Linked DNA regions of Mus musculus: region 1 is linked to region 2. Evidence: chromatin contacts called from public Hi-C data. All regions are on one chromosome and are shown on one strand. The core of a region is the stretch at or near the end of the contact, and the rest is flanking DNA. Distances in the headings are between cores, read along the strand shown.

Region 1 (6,921 bases), core at 4,319-6,818, 240 kb after region 2:
CATGGGTCTTAGTGTAAAGTCTGTGCCTTTCCAGTTACTGTGTAGCAGAAACCAGCTCACTTATGGTGTCCGTCTTGAGTGTCTTGAGTTGGTCCATAACTATGCTCTGGCCTGGAGTTGGCCCCGTGGAAGCTATGTAATACTTTCCAAACCAAGAATAATTTTATATTTTTACAGGTTTGTTTAAAAAGAGAAAGAGAAAGAACACACCAGATACTGTAGGTACTTAAGAGCCCTAAATATTGACTGCTAGTTCCTTACAGGTGCTCATCATATGTGTTGTTCTGTTCCATTGGTCGTTTGTGTTGTTTGCTTTTTCAGACAGGATTTCTCTGTGTAGCCCTGATTGTCCTGGAACCTACTATGTAGACCGGGCTGGCCTCCAGAGTTCAGCCTGCCTCTGCCTCCCTTGTGCTGGGATTAAAGCCCAACACCATGCCCAGCCCATTGGTCATTTTATTTGCATTGAGCCAACACTGCTTCTGTTTGCTGTGGCTTGATAAATGATTCTATCTATAGTGCATCCTTCATTTGCTTGACTGAGATCTAACAGTGCTTTGTCACGAATCTGCGTGCATGACGTTCCAGATTAAACCCACAAAAAGAAAAGGAAAAAAAATTCTGACAAATTTTGTTCATTATGTACTATCATAAAAGCTTTAGAATTGGGTTTTCAGTTGTTAGAAATTTTCTTGTGTATGCGTTACAAAATTTAAATGTTGAAAAACACTTGCCTTCAGGAGGCTGAGGCAGAGACAGGTGTGTCTGAATTTGAGGCTAGCCTAGACTGTACGAGATCAGTATCTATTCAGGATTTCCAGTACCACTTTCTCAGGAGATTTATTGGCCCTATAGGAACTGAGCACAGGGAATAAGAGAGAAAGCAGGGAACGAGGGAGACGGGGAGAGAGATTTGTCCAGATGACAAAGGACTGCCTCTGGATAGAGAGGAGACACGTGTGGCACATAGCAAAATGGCTGTTTATAAAGGTAAGAGGGGAAACCCTGTGTTAGGATGAGGTGTTTAATTGGGCATGTTAACTAGGGAAGCCAAAGGGGGCTTTTGATTGCTGGACTTTGTTAGCTGGACCTTGGTAGTCAGCCTTGGGAGGAGAAAGTGGCCGAATAAGGAAATAGACCTTGGGGGCTAGCTTCAGGAATGTAATCTAGTGATTTTTAGTAAGGAAAAGGGAATTGGTTAGAAGGACCAGGCCTGCCACAGCCTTTTTGCCATGCTCGAGTTCCTTAATGGGTCACAGAGTGAGTTCCAGGACACCCAGGCACACATAGAGACAGAAACCCTAACACAAAACAAAAGCATCCTTGCCATGTTGAATCTTGTAGTGTGTGTCTCAGATTAATTGGTCAGCATCTATTGGAATACCCCTTAGGTTTTTCTTCATCTTTTGATATAGTGAATATATATTGATTAGATTTTTAGATGTAACCAATGTTGTGACCAAACCAAGCTTGTTTGCATTGTTGTGCTCATCAGCCTCTTGGCTCGGTCTTCTATTTGAAGATTTTCACTTCTCAGCTCAGTGACTGTGTGTTGTCATCCGCAGACACGGAGTGGCAGCAGCTAAGCGAGGGGAATGGGTGACTCATGCCGAGAGTTAGCAGAGAATGATCGCAGTGGATAAGAACTGAGGAGGACTGGGAAAGGGCAGTGATACAATCTGGTCCTAAGGGAAAACGTGAAGGAAAGATTTGTCAGTAAAAGCCTCACCCTTCAGTCTGGATCCAAGGAAGACTCAGCTGGGCCGTAAAGCAGTGGAGGAGTTCAGGGAGCAGTCTTCTTGATGAACACCACTTTGGACAACAGTGGGGACATGCCTACTTAATGGGGACATGGCAGTGGGCTGATGGCTGGCTACTGCAGAAGGTTCTCAGAGGGATGTCTGGCACAGTGCCTCTGTGATGCTCGCCAGCCCGGAACACCTTGCTTTCCTTCCTAGCCTTTGGAGACTGGTAGGCTCTTTACCTTGTCTAGCTTTCCTGAGAGCAGGAGTTGACTCTGAAGCCGACTTTTACTTTATGTATTTAGAAACTTTTGCTTATTTATAGATAATGAAAAATTTGATTTTTTTTGTTGTTGAATCTTCTTTAAATTTATTTTCATTTGTATTATGTGTATGAGTGTTTTGCCTGCATATATGTCTGTTAGTCACTTTCACCCTCGGTGGCCAGAATAGGGCATTAGAACAGTGGTCCTCAGCCTTCCTGATGCTGTGATCCATTACTACAGTTTCTCATGCTGTGGTGACCCCAACCATAAAATTATTATTGTTACCACTTCATAACTATAATCTTGCTACTGTTATGAATCATAATATAAATATCTGATGTTCAGGATAGCTGATATGCAACCCCTGTAAAAGGGTCTTTAGACACTCAAAGGGGTCTAGATGTACAGGTTGCGAACCACTGCCCTAGAACTAGAGTTACAGATGGTTGTGGGCTGCTTTTTAGGTGCTGGGAATTGAACCTCTGTCCTCTAAGAGGACAGCCAGTGCTCTTAAACCACCAAGCCCTCTCTCCCACCCTTTGTTTAATCTTTGTTGTAAGAGTCTGTTGATTCAGGGATTCTTAAAAGTTTGTTTGTTTGTTTGTTTGTTTATTTTCTCTTCATGCATTCTGTTTGGTAAGTTAAGTAATGTATATTCATTCTTTTAGTAGTTAGTTTGGAAATGCTCCTTCTCTTTCTGCTGCCTGTCTATGATTGCTGTGCTGTGTTGGAATCAGTTTTGATTTAATGAAATGCCTTTGTTTTGCCCCCATTTTTGCTTTGTCCATTCTCTACTAATCTTGGAGATACAACTCTCTTCTTACTTGGCTTCTGCTGTGACTCGTACATAAGTTGGTTATACCTTTGCTGAAGGTAAGCACAGGCACACGTGCACGCTGTCACACCCATGCGCTGTAAGGTTTTCTCTGCACCTTCAGTGCTCAGCCATTTCCTGACAGTGAGTGTAGCTGAGGGCTCTGGTGTTGGGTGAGTGGAACTTCTTGAGACTGGAGAGCCTTTGCTCCTCAAACTTTACCACAGTCTGTGTAAATACTGCAATTCAGTATTTTCATTTCTTAAAAATGTCTAGATTTTCATATTTTTGTTTGAAATAAAGAAGCTGATGGAAAAGTGGTAGGCAGTTTCAATTTTTGAAGGGTTATTTTGTAGGTTTCATAGCTAGTAAAAGATTGAAGATATGTTCATTAATAACACTGTGGAAATCCTTGCTCCCCAGAACAGCCTGTTGATTGTTCCTGTCTGTGGTAAGTTAGGTGAGAATTCCTGCCTCTTGATTAACCTGTTCCGAGAAACTAAGGCACTAACACAAGTTTGATACTGGGAAATAAGGAAACAAGAAGCAAAAATTGGTTATTAGATTATGCAAAGTAAAATATCGAGTTGTTGAGTATGGACTTTCCCTCGTAGCTCCCTCTGTGCTTGCCCCTTCCGCATCCTCCTCCTCTCTTTTTGTAGAATCAGGATTTCCTTATGTTGACTTGGCTGCTTTTGGACTCCTGGGCTCAAGTGACTCCTGTCTCAGCCTCCCAAGTCAAGTGCTAACTACAAATCCACCCCATTTACTTATCATTATGTTTTTGAAACGATTTCTATGAATTCTTCTCAGAGAAAAGATGATGAAGGACAGAAAATGCGTCCTGTGACTGAGTTTTTCATTAAGTAGGTACCGGGTACATAGTAGGAGCTTGTATGCACAGTGCCTGTTGGGTAAGGGGAGGATGCTGACACCTTTTGTCATGGCCACCATGGCCTGTTCCTAAGTGACTGCTCTGTGTCTTCCTTCTCCCTCCCCATAGCCCGGGTAACTCAGGGTTAGTGGTACCTAGTGATTTAGAAACCATATTTCAAATAACTAAGAAAGTCTTTAAGAAAATAACAAAAATAGGGCAATCTTGGACTTACATAGAAATGTAGACATATTCTATAAAATAAACCAGTAGGTGAAAAGTTTAAAAGAGAATCTTGATACTACTTAAAAATAATGAATGGTAATCTATAATGAAAGGAATTGAGCTGGATTAAAGAGGCTGTCAGAAACTCACTTTTAAGGTGAAGACTTTAAGACTTGAAAAACATAATACATGAAGTTTAACCTGGCAGTCAAGAAACTAGATGTGATTTCAAAATCTCTGTAAGGGTTCTAAACACTTTATTATGAAATATTTTAATGTGAAAGATAGCTTCAGAGAGAATTAATCGGAAGTCTTTGGCAGAGATAAGTAACTGTAAGAGAACTAGAGAGAGATTCACACTAGGGTTTGAGCCGCCTCTAAAACATGGCTCTCTTCTCTGGCTTTTTCTTAGTAGTATTGCCCCAGACAGTACTGTAATTAGGTGGTTTTAAGCTGGCTTTTCCTAGCTGCTGCATAACTTACAACCAGGGTCACAGAACCAGTGTTCACCTCCTCCTGTGTCTGGTCTTTGGAGGAAAGCAACAGGCTTGCCTCCTGAGGGAGAGATAGTCCTCACGTTTAAATGTTCATTAGGGACAGACAGTTCATTGTGTGAAGCACCACCCATGCTTGTTAAAACTCCTCAACTTCCACACTTTACTCCTAAGATGTGTCTCCACCCTCCCAACTCAGTTTTTGTTCATAAAAGGAAACTTCAGATGTTTAAGGATTGAAAGGGCGGAGGCAGGGCAGGCCAGGTATCACACTGGATGTTGTCCTTGTAGGAGACGGTGCCCGCTGTGTGGCTGAGGCTGTAGCATGTGCCAGAGCGAGTGTGCTGCTGGCTATCTCTATTAACTTTCCCTGGAAGGGCGGCAGAAAAGGCAGTGCCCAGGTGCCGTCCTCCCTGTGCAGTGGAGGTGTGGGTGAAGAATAACATATGCGTTCGGTTCATCCCGCAGCGCCAGTTCTGCTTACCAAAAGTGGCCCACTAGGCACTCGCATTCCACGCCCGGCTCCACGCCAGCGAGCCGGGCTTCTTACCCATTTAAAGTTTGAGAATAGGTTGAGATCGTTTCGGCCCCAAGACCTCTAATCATTCGCTTTACCGGATAAAACTGCGTACGTCGGGAAAAGAGCGAGAGCGCCAGCTATCCTGAGGGAAACTTCGGAGGGAACCAGCTACTAGATGGTTCGATTAGTCTTTCGCCCCTATACCCAGGTCGGACGACCGATTTGCACGTCAGGACCGCTACGGACCTCCACCAGAGTTTCCTCTGGCTTCGCCCTGCCCAGGCATAGTTCATAGCTCTCCTGCTGGAGAGCCCGGATCTTGTTCCTCATTGCTTTCCATAGCCTACATAGAAAGTATGTGACTCCTAACTTAATCAGTGTTTATTGTGGGAATTGCAGCCCCCTGCTTTCAATGTTCAACAGATAACTTCTCATCTTTGACATAAAAACAGAGCAGAAATATTCAAAGCTAAGTGTGAGGACAGTTAAGAATTAAGAAATACATTTTTTGTTTGTTCATTCATTTAGCAAACATCTGTGCAGTCTGCACCATGAGCCAGACACACTAGGCTGATTGCGTGGAAGGAAGCGTGCTGCCTCTAGCCTCACTTCCTTCAGAGTGTTGAAAATGTCATGTGATATAGTGCACTTCCTCGGCCGGCCGGTTAATGAAACGTGCCTTCTGCGCCCCTTTCCTTCTCACTGTGTGGCGGTGTCCACAGTCATCTCACACTAACCGCTTCACCATTTTCCCACTCTCAGGTGAAACATAGGGCTGTAGGGCAAGGATTTTTTTTTTTCAAATTCAAAATAGTTTCTATGCTTAAAACATCATCTTATATTTCCATCTTCCCGTGTTTTATGTGTAAATTTGTGGGTGTATATGTTTCTAATAAATGTACAGAAGAAACAGAGAGCACACAGAGGACAGCCTTGATAAGCTTATTAGTTCAGGGGTTGAACAGTGTATAAATCCAGAGATGGGAAGTTGTTGCTTATGATTAACAAATTTGTCTGGGTTGTCAGAGAAATTTACAACCTCGCAAAGCAGAAACAACAGGGCTCTGACTCTAGACATAGACATCATTTATGAAGCTCCTGAAACAAGGGAAAAGACTAACATTACTGAACTCCAAGTGCTCTGAAAGGCGGTTACGGACTGTTCATTCAGAGAGAACTAGGGGGAAGTATTTGTTGGATAACAGGCTCCCACAGTGTTTCTGCCCAGCTATAGCTCTAAAACTGATTCATGTCTGACCCCTAGTGGAGGTACGCTGGCTCTTCTGTTGCCTACCCTGTCCCTGTACTGGGAAGGCCAGACAGCTTCAGGCTGTTTACTGTTAGCATTGTCCAGGCTGAGGTTTTGAAGTAGATAGCAGTTACTTACTGAGCATCCGTTACATCCATTCTGTGCACTTGAGATTTCTGCGCAGCGTATTTTCTATAAACTCACAGGATTTTAATGTATAACTGAGCAAGTCCACTGTAAACTTACGGGATTTGAGTATGTAGCTAAGTGTATAAGTATATTAAGTATATAGCTAAGAAGATTGACTATAAACTCAGATAATTTTAATTTGTAAACGAGTAGATGCCCAGTAAACTCACAGGATTTGAGTATATAAGCAAGCACACCCACAGGTATCTTGTTTATAAACTTAACCTGGGGGTGTCTTGTGATTTTCACGTGTGAGCCCTTTCTGAATTTGTCTCACGGCTTTGGGAGCTTTGTCAGTTCTTAGTGTTAAGTGGATACTTAAGGTAAAAGATTGCCTTGTGCTCAGCTTCTATGTGAACGAAACTCCATTGTGCAGAGTACTCCATTGTAGACACCCAGTGCAGCATTTTGGTTTTGCCAGCAGGTTAATACTAAAGTTCTTATCTTTCAGCTATGCCTGCCCAAATATCTATAGGGTTTATGAATGAACTGGCATCTGGGATTTAACTTTAAAAGCTTTATATGGGTGCGAGTGGGCTTATATGAAA
Region 2 (6,505 bases), core at 110-2,609:
AGCTACAAAAATGATTCTGAGTGAAACTATTTACCTGTGTGCAAGAGAACATTACCCATTGATACAGCCAGGCACCAAACACAAGGACTAATGTCAGGGAGCCTACACCTTACACTCCTCTTCTTCCACAGTTCTGGTCCTTAGAGATTAACAGCTAAAGTGCTGAGCATGGCTGATCCACCAAACATAAGTACAATATTATTACACAATTATTCCAACTTAGGGCAACATGGATTGATAGGTAACTATTTTCCCTTCAGAGCAACACAACCAGCATTCCTCTTGCCAGTGTGTGCACTTGATCTTAGCCAAAGAGTGAAGAAGCTAGTGTGTGTGGGTGAGTGTGTGTGTGTTGCTATGTTTAGAAACCCCGTGGCTTTTCACATCCTAGGCAAATGCTCTATCACTGAACTACACACTATCCTAGCAAAAATCTTTTGGAGAAGACATAGTCAAGAGAACTAATGTGAGGCCTTTAAACCCAAAGTGTGCTGAGTGCAGGCTCTGGCATGATATGGGAGACCAAGGATATATAACCAGAAAGCAGGACCTTAGAGGAAAGAACAAAGAACCAGGGCGCTGGGCTATTAGAAAGCTGGAATTAGGGGTTGGTTTAACAACAGATTCATAAAACAAGGCTTCCTAATCAGAGTAGAATAATTGCCTTTAGCTACAACCTGAGACAATTAGAGTCAAGTGGTAAATCTGATACAGTATTTTGTAAAATGTCCCTGCCCTGGACCCATCGGATCACTAGGGTTTGGTCAGAGGAAATGCCGGCTCGGATCGTGGAGCTTTCCAACTCCTGGCAGGACGCCAAGCTCTGAAGTCCTCCGGGATACTCCGGCCCACTTCCAATGCTCGAGAACGCACTGCACTGACTCTTTTTAATGCATTGACTTGGGACAAATGTGCATTTAAAATCTGGCAGGGAGGAGTCTTGGAGATTGCTGGCCTGGGGGCTGCAGCGATGGGCTTTGAGAAGGCAAATAACAGGGGACTGCTTTTTCTCCTGAACGAATCGCAGGCCTGTCCCATATCCCCGCGGGCTGCAGAGTCGGCAAAGGGGCAGGCGGGGGTTGGGGGGCGGTAAGCCAGGGACGCTCCCCGGAGCGCGCTCAGGTGCATCAGGCGCTGCTCCACAGCTGCTCCCGCGCCGCTTTGGGAATGAGGCTCGACTCTAGTCCCAGCTTTCCCGCCCGCAGGCTGGGGGCGGGGCGGGCCCAGCCACATTCTCCCCCACCCCACCCCCCCGCCCACGCCCACGCATCCTCCGGGCGTCTGTCTGTCCAGCGTTCCCCGCGAGAGACGTGGCCGGGAGCAGTGAGAAGGCGCCAGACTCTAGGCGAGGCGTCGTGGTAAATGCGAACTCTGGATTCGGGCTCCCTTAGCTCGCGCCCCTCCCCTCTCCTCCCTTCGTTGCACCCCTTCACTTCCACCTCCCACCCCTTTAGCTGAATTGCGTTGGGGTGAGAACGGCCAAGGCTTTGTTCCTCCTGCGGGCGGAGATCGCTGGCTTCTTCGCATCCAAGCCTCCTCTCTCCACCCCATCTCACGAAAACCCTACTAAAATCACTCCTTCATCCAGAGTTCCCAGTAACTCCTCCCTTCCCACTCTCTCCTGGGTTTTTGGCCCGGAAGCCTGCCTCCTACCGAGTCCCCACTTCGGCTAGCCACAAGGAGTCTGGCCTGTGAGTCCGGGTGTAGGAAGACCCCAGCATGCAGCTCGAGAGACCATTCTGCACTGCCTATTAGCACTTCAATGAGTTTTGTTTTCAAAACGGCAGAGAACTAACTCTTCAGGGCAACCAAAATGCAAAGTAACGCAAGTGAATACAATTGGAACTTAGAATGTGGAGCGCGACTCTGCAGAAGCCAGCAGCCAGAGTGCCCTCTGCCTTCACTTGATATGCGAGAAAAACCCAGCAGTGTGTCAAGATGGAAGGTGGGGCCAGATCCAAACCTCTGCAATTCGGGGGATCATTCAGGTGTCAACCGGAGGGTACCCACCTCCCATAATCTTGAAATTAAGCTCTAGCAGATGGTGGTTATGACTCCAGGATTGGAATGAAAAGGTGTGAAGGTGGTGGGTGAGGCTGGTTTGCCATTAAGATCCTCTTTCCAGAGCCCAGCATGTAATTCACAGCTAATCTGTTTATGGAAATGATTGGATGTGTTTATGGATTGATTTAGAACGAGTGGGTTCAGAAGGAAACGCCTCTCGGTTAAATAGAACTGTTCAGGTTGAACAGGTCTTAGTTAAACATCGGGAACCTACCTTTCCTCAAGGAGTTCCAGGTTCCGCTCCTATGTGGGGAGCGGGTGTGGCGGCAGTCCCAAAGGTGCCAGGGACTGTAGCTAAGTCATATGACTTGCACCTGACTTCCTCATATAAGACACAAACATCTTGAGTGCTGCGCAGGTGTACCAGGATACAGGTGAATCCAATTTGGTGGAGATTTGCCCCTGCTGCCCTGATTAGCTGAAGCCTCGTGACTGGCGAGGGGGCGTGGCCTGCTGTGCGTGGATGGGAACTGAGAGTATAAAAGAGTGAGAGGCCCAGGGTTCGGGGGAGATATAAAAACAAGGGAGATATAAAAACAAGGGAGATATAAAAACAAGGGAGATATAAAAACAAGGGAGATATAAAAACAAGGGAGATATAAAAACAAGGGAGATATAAAAACAAGGGAGATATAAACAAGGGAGATATAAACAAGAAGAAACAGGACTGAATAAACGTGTGCAGAAGGATCCTGTAGCAGCGTCGTTCTTCCTGGCCAGTTGAGCATGCGCAACAGAAGTGATGCCGAAACCCGGGAAAAGAAACATCTTCAGGCAAGAGCGAAGACCCGCTGCTACAGGGAGGATTCAGAACTGCATCACTGGGAAGGAGCGGTTAATAAAGTGTTCCCGTAAAACAGACTGTTGAGAAGGATCCGGCGTGGATTCAGAACTCTTCAGCTGGGGAACGGTACTGATGAAGAGAAAGAAGAAAGATGAAGACGGAATAAACTGCTGTTAGAAGGACTGGTGGTCACGTCGTTCTTGCTGGTCGAGAGCGACACTCCTACAGCTTTGGAACCACACAAACTCTTCTTCCCGAAACTTGCATTCTGGGAAGGGACACAGGCAAGCGGTGTAAAAACACACAGTCCAGATAATTCAGCCAGGGCCGGGAGCAGTGTCTTTACCCATATGATCAAAGAGTCTGCAATGACATTCACAAGCAGCAACAGAAGGTAAACCCACGTTGGCACAGAGATACACGTCAAGGACAGAGAAGAGATCACTATATCTGATTTGTGCTTTTACAATAAAAACATTCCAGTCGCTGTGGGTATGATAGACCAGATGGGAGGGGGGTGAATATATGAAAGAGCAAGCATTAGCATTAAACTAACTCCCTCAGGAGTTACAGGTCAGGATGCTCTGTAGGCAACTTGAAAGTCATACTTGAAACTCCAGAATGTGATAGGACAGATTTGGAAAACCGTTGGCAGGTTTTCAAGGTTAGTTTTGGGGATAAATGAAGAATGGAATAAAATAAAATGGAAGAAGTAAAAACGACTATTAAGAACAAATGCCTGGAAAGCCCCCCAGATGTGAGAGGCACACTGTGGACACAAAGCCAGATCAAGGGACCATAAATGAAGAGCGGATGGGAGAAAGCAAGCAGGAGGAGGAGATGTCTAGAGAGCAGTTCGATGGAAATGGATTTACCAGGGTCATGAGATCAAGAGTGTCCGATGTTGCCAAAAGAGGACGTGGGATGGGGATGGGCAAGAGCCCATTAGTGGGGAGCTCCTAAAGAGAAGGAAAGAAAAGGGGAAGGGGAAACCCATGGTGAAAAGGAAGCGAGGGCGTCTCTTAAACTGCTTCCTGCTGTCTAGGGGGTGTATCTGGCTTTCACCATCGGTATCCATTTGGTAATCGTCTGAATCAGGTTCTTTTATGGACAGCAGCTCTCCTGTGGCGAGTGGCTGGTAGTCCTGTAACAGGAGCTGATTAATAGTTTGATTAGAAATGTTTTTTTATCTGTCTGATGAAGGAAGGTAGAGACAAGATTAATGAAACAAGGGGCAAATAATAACGCCAGGAAGATGACTAAGAGAGGGAGTATCCACTTCCATATAGGATTTGCAAAAATCCCAGAACCGGAGGTCTCACGGTCTCTGAAGTTTTTGATGTCTGCCTGTAGCTCCTGGATTCTGTTTTTCACTCTCCTGGACTGGTTGATGTAGAAACAACATTCTTCTTGGAGGAACAGACAAAATCCACCTTCTTTAGCTGTCAGGAGATCTAGGCCCACCCCCGACCCGCCGGTTTTGAAGTACCACAGCTGCCAAAGAATCGATCTGTTTCTGGATAGTAAGCACAGTTTCAGTCATTTCCTGAAGATCACTTTTAAACTGGGAAGTGAATGTATTATATTGTGTCATAGACGTCGTTATCCCTGCTATTCCAGTACCAGCACCCACAGCTATTCCCATGGCAACCAAAAGTGGCACAACTTGAATTGCCTTCTTATGTTGGGCAGCTATCATGTTTACAATTGGGACTGGTAGGGGCTCATTTTCCTCAATTACCCCCAGGTCCAGGAAAAGGAATACCAACGTGCAAACCCCTGACCAGCTGGCCAGTAGACGATGATACACTTGAGTGCCACAAAGGATTGACGTGTTCTGGACTGAGGGGCATTGTGGCAGAGATGATGTGTCAAGAGTTATGGTTTTATTGCAGGCTAGAGAACTCAGTGTTTCTACAGAGCAAGTCCCAGAGGTTTTGAAGCAATTTGCCACATCAAAGAGCGAGATAGAAGTGAGGTATGGAGTCATGGCAACATTGGATTTAGGGCAGCTAGCGAGGGGTGAGGTAAGGTTAGTTGGTAGTATCACCAGAGACGCTGTAACCGACAGTTGTGAGTTAGTTCCAGGAGGTACACATAGCCAACAATCCTTAAAACAGCCAGGCCTGGTGACATTAAGGAGCTGGTAGGTGAGGTCAAGGTCTGACACAAAAGGCGGAATGACAAGTTAGTACTATATTCATGAGGGGGGGTTGTCAAAGAGGTAAGAAACTGAAGGAATGTTTGATTATCTCTCCTACTTTTCCTATATTTAAGGGTGGGGCAATTGAGACACATTTTCTCTGGATGTGGATGGTACTTACTGGGGAGCTGGGCTGAGTTTTTTGGTAAAGCTTACCAGCAACTCCTGTTTCCCACCTAGGATCCCATGGGTCTAGTATGTAGAAAAAGAGTGTCTTTTGGAATCAATAGAAGACATAACTAATCTGTGTTCCTAACATATGTATCTCACAAGACCAATATGGGCAGCCCCCATATTTGTCTGGCCATCTTCTGCAATAATCTTTTGTCCGCTCATCGAGAAAGCAAGTATAGAGGTCATAATATGCAGCTAGGGTAACAGATACTGGGACGGTGACGATTTGGATCGGTTCTTGGCACCCAGCTACGGAACAGTTTCCTGACCCTATTTGACCCTATTTGGGTTTCCTGTTTTCCTGTTTGTTATCTGTGGGTGTTTTTCGGACTTTGAATCTCCAGACGTAAGGGCTCCCCTTGATGGAAATGAACAGCAGGGAAAAGACAAAAAGACCACAACTAATCCAGTGTCTCATCCAACGAAGTCGAGTTCGGCTGCCAGAGTGGAGTCTCATTTTTCTGGGATAGGGGACAAGACGAGTGGTCTTGATGTCTCCCAGAGCTTAACAGAGCACGGTCCTGTTAGGGTCAATGTGTATGAAGAGGGGTCATCTTTAGGTGGAGGAATGAAAGGTTTCAGGTGAGACAGGTGGACCCAATGAGAGAATCCCTCGAGCTTGGCAGCTGTAGGAGTTATAAGGATTACCTTAAAAGGGCCCTGCCATTTAGGAGAAAGGGGTGAAGGCTGATGACCTGGAGGAGATAAAAGGACTTGGTCTCCAATGTTAACAGGTAGTGGGCAGGAAACAAAGTGTGGTTGAGGTAGGTGATGGTCAGCAAAGTTCCATAGGAGAGAACGGAGTTGAGAAAGTAATGGGGTAAGCAAATGATCTGGGAGGGGAGAGCACTTGGGCAAGAAACCAGGAGTTAGGACTGGATGCCCATACATGTGTTTGAAAGGCTAAATGAGGAGAGATCGCTTGGGGAGAGCTCACAGTCTGAAAAGAGCCAGAAATAGGAGTTTCAGCCAATCAAGGTGAAGTTCCTATGACAGCTTAACAAGAGTGGTTTTTAAGGAGCAGTTAGTTCTTTCTACCTTGCCTAAAGATTGAAGGTGGTAAGGGATGTGAAAGTGCCAGGGGATGTCTAGGGCCTTAGGTAGGATTTGAGAAACTTGAGAGGTAAATTCAGGACCATTGTCTGATTGGAAAGAAAGGGGGACACCAAATAGAGGGATGATCTTTCGGAGGAGATCAGAGACTGTCTGAACCCTTTTGTTAGTTGTGGGAAATGCTTCTACCCACCCTGAGAAGGTGTCCACCAAAACCAGGAGGTATT

Evidence for each region. A called contact is a pair of places that touch in the nucleus more often than the background predicts.
Region 1: a contact with region 2 is called in a Hi-C map of cerebral cortex, with 4 times the contacts expected there. The contact joins two enhancer-like sites. A contact is called at or near these places in 6 of 484 Hi-C or Micro-C datasets (Sertoli cells, cardiomyocytes, cerebral cortex and 3 more) and 7 of 115 datasets of contacts at active chromatin or transcription factors (bone marrow-derived macrophages, cardiomyocytes, embryonic stem cells and 2 more).

The regions. Positions count from the first base shown.
Region 1 is chr2:20,898,153-20,905,073 of GRCm38.p6, reverse strand. All of the region lies in intron 3 of Arhgap21 (Rho GTPase activating protein 21), which reads left to right. Among named protein-coding and RNA genes, the nearest start is that of Arhgap21, 66 kb to the left of the region's middle. Within about 2 kb of position 5,568, at least 124 of the 459 cell types and tissues checked have an H3K27ac peak or open chromatin away from gene starts, as enhancers often do. A contact at or near this core is called in cerebral cortex, where this site is marked.
Region 2 is chr2:21,136,760-21,143,264 of GRCm38.p6, reverse strand. It overlaps the pseudogene Gm13377. Among named protein-coding and RNA genes, the nearest start is that of Enkur, 65 kb to the left of the region's middle. Within about 2 kb of position 1,359, at least 166 of the 459 cell types and tissues checked have an H3K27ac peak or open chromatin away from gene starts, as enhancers often do. A contact at or near this core is called in cerebral cortex, where this site is marked.